2 separate regions of the Hordeum vulgare genome follow, and region 2 is linked to region 1. Evidence: chromatin contacts called from public Hi-C data. All regions are on one chromosome and are shown on one strand. Each heading gives the region's core, a stretch centred on a gene start, on an enhancer-like site or on the middle of the called end of the contact. The rest is flanking DNA. Distances are from core to core; before and after follow the strand shown. Region 1 holds the start of LOC123431098 (probable methyltransferase PMT3). Region 2 holds the start of LOC123431117 (pentatricopeptide repeat-containing protein At5g04780, mitochondrial-like).

The links. Hi-C and Micro-C count contacts between places; a contact is called where the count stands out from the background.
Region 2: a contact with region 1 is called in a Hi-C map of seedling, with 6 times the contacts expected there. The contact joins the promoter of LOC123431117 here to the promoter of LOC123431098 in region 1. A contact is called at or near these places in 2 of 6 Hi-C or Micro-C datasets (leaf and seedling) and 1 of 1 datasets of contacts at active chromatin or transcription factors (embryo).

The regions. Positions count from the first base shown.
Region 1 is chr1H:276,638,810-276,642,246 of MorexV3_pseudomolecules_assembly, reverse strand. LOC123431098 (probable methyltransferase PMT3) reads right to left here and starts at 1,927. Exons shown (of 8, transcript XM_045114944.1): 1 at 1,726-1,927; 2 at 433-799; 3 at 175-339. The coding sequence starts at 684. LOC123431075 (exportin-4) reads right to left here. Exons shown (of 32, transcript XM_045114897.1): 32 at 3,061-3,437.
Region 2 is chr1H:277,066,298-277,069,663 of MorexV3_pseudomolecules_assembly, reverse strand. It overlaps LOC123431117 (pentatricopeptide repeat-containing protein At5g04780, mitochondrial-like), which reads left to right and starts at 1,420. Exons shown (of 1, transcript XM_045114955.1): 1 at 1,420-3,366. The coding sequence starts at 1,486. It overlaps TRNAN-GUU (a tRNA gene), which reads left to right and starts at 1,265; the gene lies at 1,265-1,338.

The sequences.
Region 1 (3,437 bases), core at 678-3,177:
CAGAAGACATCTTGACCGCATAATGTATAATCACTAAAATAAGTGGTTCAGCTTGAAGATATATGTTGAGATGGTGGATGACGGAACCCAACTCCAGCAACTTTGTAGCTCAGAGACATAATCAAAATAAGGCAAGGATGGCAAGAAAAAACAAAGAAAGGATAATCTGGTGACCTTATAGCCATGTGGCGGTGGAATGAGGCAATTAAAGCGCCTCTCAGGAGGAGGACAATGCCGCTCATAATGCTCCATCAGGTTTAGATCCAGCTTCAACCTCATCTGATATATCAAGTTCCTATCCAAGCAGGGGATCAGCTCAGAATGCCGATCATCACATACCTTCAGAGTAAACCAAAAGAAAAACCTTTAGAATTATCATCATACATAGAGAGTGTGTGTTAACAAACAACTGATTGCTGGTTCTGAACTCACGGGGAAGCTCTTGAGCTTAACATCGTTTGCATCGCCAGTCCCAAAAATTGACTCCTCCGAGCCATCGTCACCATCTCCGTCACTGCCCCACCCAAGCGACCGAGAGAACTTGGTGCCGTACTCTAGTGCTGCGCTCCCGGCCTGGCCATTGGAGCCCGAGAAATAGAGGAAGAGGAGGCACAGGCACACGACCATGACGCAGAAGAGCACAACGGGCCTCTTGCTCTGCCCCCCATCATTTCTCCCCCTCATTTCGGAGGATCCCAAATCCTAGTAGTAGTAGTACCCTACTGCCCCCCTAGTATAGACTGTCCTCAAGATTCATGAAGGACCACAGAAAATCCTAGTTCTGCTGGGACGCACGGATCTGCAGAAAGCAAAAAAACAAGCCATGAGACCAACAATAAGATGTCATAAACTAAGCAGCAGGCAAGCCGCAGTAGAGTTGAAGCAACAGAACCAAATTGAGATATGCAATGGAGGAAGCTAGAAGCGTATACCCGCTTAGAAAAGGTCAAGCGGACACCGTTGGTATTGCCTGAGAAGAGAAATCCTCGGGATGAATACAATGCTCAAGCCGAACCCCCAGACTGGTGCAAAACGGAGGGTGCGTATAAGTATGCGAACGGCAGTGGTGAAGAGGGAGGAGTTGGGGGCAGATCACAGAGGGGAGATGAGCACTAGTCCTGGTAGTACTTCTCTAAATAAAGCTCCCCTCTTCCGAGCTACTCTATTTTGCTGGCAGATTCCTTCAGATCTGCGGCGTGGTCTCCAGTTCCACGGAGCAGACTTAGAATTCGGTTCGCCAGCACGGAAGCTCTTTGCTCAGTTGGATTAGGCAGCCGAGCATACGGCGTAAGGAAAAGGGAGCTTCAGGTTGACCCAGCGGAGACAAGAGAGACAGCGACGGGCACTGCGACCTGAGTGCGTCCGGCGCGAGGCCAGCAGCGGATTGAAAAATCCCCAGGGTTTGGAACGACTGCTACTAAGAATCGCAGCCGAAGACGAACCAACCAAATCCTAACAGACGGAACGATAAATAAAAAAGAACCAACGCAAAAACCCAACACGCACACAGCGCGCGAATCCCACCGGACGCGATGCTGGACCGAAACCCACGCCGCGCGCGTTCGTGGCCGCCTGGGCTCCACGCTCCCTTTCCGCGGGAAGACGCGTCAGGCATCGCAACCAGATCGCACCGCCGGGCGGCGGCGGCGGCGGCGGCGACATGGACGGCTGGACCGAGGGGAGAGAGGGAGGCAGCAGAATGCGAGGGGGGGAGAGGCAACGCACCGTCGCGGATCCCGTGCGCGGGCGGGCGGGAGAGTGCCGCCGCGGGCCGGGCGCTCGTCGCCTCCGTTGGCTGGCTGGGGTGAGCCTGGTGGCGGGGCGGGGGTGAGGGCCAGCGGAAGGCCTCGATTTGCGGGGCTAGCGTGAGAGGGAGAGAGAGAAGGGGGCAGGTCTGCACTCTTGGTGGCGCGTGTTAATGAAACCAGCAGCAACATCCCCGAGATGATTAGCGGGCAGATTAAACTAACACGCCGCGGTACACGGGACGCTGTTAAGCGGAGGGAATGTCCCGTGCCCGTGCCCGTCCCCGTGCCGGATAATAATTGTTTTTTTTTCTCTTTTTAGATGATGACTATGATTGTTATTCTAGTACTACTGGTAGATTAGCATTAGTGCTGGGGTCTTTTTCAGATGATTAACGTTGGCGATTTAGGGGGGAGATCTCTGTCGGCGCCGGCCCAATGCCAATGGGAGGGAGGGGAAGGGGACTAGTACTTGTATTATTGTTTGTTTTATTATCTCTCCCTTCGCTGTCATGCTGCTGGTGCTGCAGTGCCGATGCGCGTATGGCCAATCAGCTTGGTAACGTGAGTCTTTCCTTTTGTTTCCCCATATGCCCTTTCGTTCTCTGCGGATATTTGGTACTCCCTGTTCCAAAATAACTGTCTCAACTTTATACTAGAGCTAGTACAAAGTTGTACTAAACTTAAAACACTTATTTTAGGACGGGGAAGTACTAGAGAAGACTTTTAGTGCACAAGACAACGCCATTTCGAAACGAGCCGGAGGAAACCCAACTGGCCAAGGCCGAGCCGGAGGGAATGGATACTCACGTTCTGAAACTGCCTGGTTGGTTTTCATCCACACTCCACGCACCGAATGTTAGACCAGAGATCTACCCATCCAGTCACCGACACGGGCATGCAGTCACCGACACGGGCATGCAGCCACCGACACGCAACAGCTTGCTCCACGGAACTCCATGGGATCCACACAGCAAGTGGTCATCAAAATCCACATATGCCAGCGTCACCGACTGGCGCAGCGACACAATGGTCCTCCGCGCCAGTTTTGGCATGATCATGTCCAAGGGAGTTATGGCGCCACCATAAAGACCACCCAAATTTGGTGAGTAAGGTTACAGATCTTTCAGCCATGACACTGCTGATCATTTCGATAGTTAGTTCCTGGCAAAAACAAACAAACAAAAGACTAGCAGGAATCCTAGGGCTCAGACGCTAAAAGCGAGCCCCAGCCGGTTGATAACATGTGCAGATGTGCTTGTTCAGTTGCTTTGTAAGAAGACATTTTACACGAAACAGCTGGGTTCCCACAGGATTCGAGGGAAAATTGAGCATTGCAAAAGCATGCCCCAGTGTTTCACGTTTCTGGGCGGACACAAGTTACGCACTACACGTTGTCGAATCCTTTCTTCTAAGCTGTATCTCCCACACATGTGGGAGAAGAGAACTGCTCCAATTGAGAACAGTCGCAACAAAATGACCTCCTTCTCCGTTTAAATGAAAATGCCCACCTTTTCTGTATGATTACATCCGAGTCCCAACTAAATTTACACGACGACGATCTCATGCCAGGGCATCCAATTCTCCACCGCCAAATGCAGCCACAGACACAGATCCTGGAACACGTCCGACATGTTCCCGCCAGTTCTGTTCGACTATCCCTTCAACACACAACGGCAAATGCGTTTTCAA
Region 2 (3,366 bases), core at 171-2,670, 430 kb before region 1:
TCCGGGAGTCCTGCTAGCCGCGATGGAGGGAAGTGCTAGGCGGTGGCATGGGGAAGAAGGTGGGCTTGGTTATCCGAGGGGATGTGCGGGTGTAGTTACCGCAGCGCAGCAGAAGGTCACCGGGGCGGCGCTGGTAGCGTTGGTCGCGACCCCTCCCCAGGTCGAGTCCGCGCACCTGGTAGATCAGCCGCCGGCGCGCTGTGTGATGGTGGGAGTGCGGCGCGGTGGGAGGTGGAGGCCTCACGATGGCTGGCGATGTGGGAGGTGGTGGCCGAGTAGTGGGAGGGGGCGGCATGGGAAGAAGGTGGTGGAGTATATATATATATATATAGACATAATTTTGTGGCAAACTATGGTAGACACAATCTTGCATATATATACATATATTCTAAACAAGCAGGATTAGCGTTGTTACTACTTACTCATGCATAAAGCCTGAATCTGGCTAAAATCACCTCCATTTTTATATATTGAGGCGTGTCAATTCACGTATGTTATCGTTGTTCGATTACTTTGCAAAACAAAGTCCACAACTATTGCTACTATCACATTCAAACTATTATTGTTAGTGATTTGTGAATTTTGTGACATGCTAGATGACAATGTTTGTATCATCCTTAGATTTTAAATATAGTTTTGATAAAATGTACAAACTCGAGGTCAACCATGCCCATAACATTATGTATATGCTCTAGAGTGCAGCATGTGCACGTATGGTTTCATGTGTAGTACAATGTTCTTACTCCTTAGTGTTTGTTTGGTTGACGCTGAAATTAGTCATAGCAAAATACTGGTTGCAAGTTAATTTTATATTGCAAGTACTAAGGAGATACGTGTTAATCTACAAGTGCCTCAAAGAAAACAACAATGACATATGTGTGGGAGGTCAAACCATGATGTAAATCTAAGAAAGGTAAGATGACGCAAGCTCTAACCAAAGTCAAAACTTAGCTCACCAAATGCAAAGCGCATCGACCCAAATAGTTAAAAGTGAAATCTAAATCTTATACCCCTTCTAAACTAATATAAGAACGTTTAGATCACTAAAGTAATGATTTAAATATTTTAATATTAGTTTACATAAGGAGTACATATCAGTGGCAACGAATACATTTTCATAAACTTCAGGTGGGCCACGAACTCTGGAAAAAGCCAACAAATTGCTTGTGTCTATATCATTAATGCTGAATGGAAAACTTTGGAAACCATACAAAAAAACATATCTTGGGTATTAGAATGCTCAAACCTAAAAATTTCCACCCGAGCTGGAATAGCTCAGTTGGCCAGAGCGTGTGGCTGTTAACCACAAGGTCGGAGGTTCGAGCCCTCCTTCTAGCGTATAATTTTTTGTCATTTTATTTTATTCAGAATTGCTATTTCAGCCCAGAAGGTCCAAATCCCATGGTCCACAAAGCACAGATTCTCTCTCCTCCTTACCATTTGGAAATGCCGGACCGAGCGCAGTACTACTGACGCCATAAAAAAATGGCGACCACCATGCTGCCGTCCCCGTCTCTGCCTCCTACTCCCCGCGGTGTCTTATCGCCGCGCTGCTCACTACAGGCCCCGACCCACGCGCACCGGGTGCCGGACGGGGCATCCCGGAGGCAGCATGCCCCGGTGCAGCAAGCGCGACCCGAGGCCGCGGCGTACGCGCGGGAGATAGGCGCCTGCGTGCGTGCGCGGCGCTGGGGCGCGGCATGTGAGGCGTTCGCGGCCATGCGCGCCGCCGGGGCCGAGCCCGACAGGTTCCTCCTCCCGCAGGTGCTCCGGGCCTGCGCTGGGGCGGACGCGCCCCGCCTCGCCGCCGCCGCTCACGCGCTCGCCGCCAAGGGCGGGCCCGCGCTTGCCGACGACGCCGTCGTAGGTAACGCTGTCGTCGCCATGTACGCGGCGCTTGGGGACGTCCGCGCCGCGCGCGCAGCGTTCGCGTCGCTCCCCGAACGCGACGTCGTGGCATGGACCGCTCTCGTGGGCGCCTACGCCAACGCCGGGGAGCTGGACCAGGCCTTCGAGCTGTTTGAATCGATGCAGGCCAATGGTGTTCGGCCTGACGTGATTTCATGGAACAACCTTGTCTCCGGCTTCGCGAGAAATGGTGATATTGGTGCTGCGCTCGATCTGTTTGACGAAATGCGACTGAGGGGGGTCAAGCCTCGGGCCAGTTCTTGGAACTGCATCATCTCTGGCTGTGTGCAGAATGCACGCTATGACGAGGCTTTGGGCATCTTCCTGGAGATGTGCGAGACTGAGATGCCTGATGCAGTCACTATTGCAAGTATACTTCCTGCTTGCACTGGCTTGATGGCACTGGGCCTTGGAAAGCAGCTGCATTCTTATGTTGTACGTTGTGGTATCAAATTAAATGTGTACATTGGTTCTTCTTTGATTGGCATGTACTCTGAGTGCAGAGAGTTTGCTTATGCGACAAGCGTATTCTCCGCCATTGATGGGGAGAGGAATGTCACTGTATGGAATGAGTTGATTCAATCATATATCAGTGATGGGAGGATGGACAAAGCGTGTGAAGCTTTTAACTTGATGCAGCAGGATGGATTGAAGCCTGACACTGTCACATATAACTCATTCGTTGCTGTATATGCTAGAGCAGGTCAGAAAGAACTAGCAAATGAACTGCTGTTAGGCATGATGAATGTCAGCTTGAAGCCCAATGTGGTATCATTGAATGCTTTAATATCCGGTTTGCATCAGTTTGGCCTCTGTGCTGATGCACTGGAAGTTTTCAGATACATGCAGCTCCTAAACAGTGGAGATGCAAAGCGCTGGACATTTCTGGACAATAGCAACCCCATCCAACCAAATGGTACTACAATTACTAGTGTCCTCTCACTGTTGACAGACCTCAAGTTAGATCGTCTCGGGAAGGAAGTACACTGCTATGCTCTAAGGAATGGTCTGACGTCAAACATATTTGTATCCAGCAAATTGGTTGACCTTTATGGTAAAACTGGTGATATGGTATCTGCTGCTAATGTCTTCCAGGGAATAAGGAATAAGAATGTTGTCACATGGAACAGTCTGCTAGCAGCTTACAAGCATAATAGGAAGCCAGAGGTTGTTTTGAAACTATTCTGTGAAATGCTCGAGTCCAATTTACTTCCTAACTTGGTTACGGTGCAGATAGCGCTTTTGTCTTCTGGTATGACAATGGCATCAGGGTATGGGGGAGAACTGCATGGTTACATACAGAAAAACTGGCCTGATGGTTATCCAGTCACTCTTGCAAGTGCACTAATAGATATGTATGGGAAATGTGGTAAGATTGAGGATGCTAGACTGGCTTTTGAGTGCAGTGTTGATAAGGATATAGCAGTATGGAATGCAATGATGAGTTGCTACTTGCTT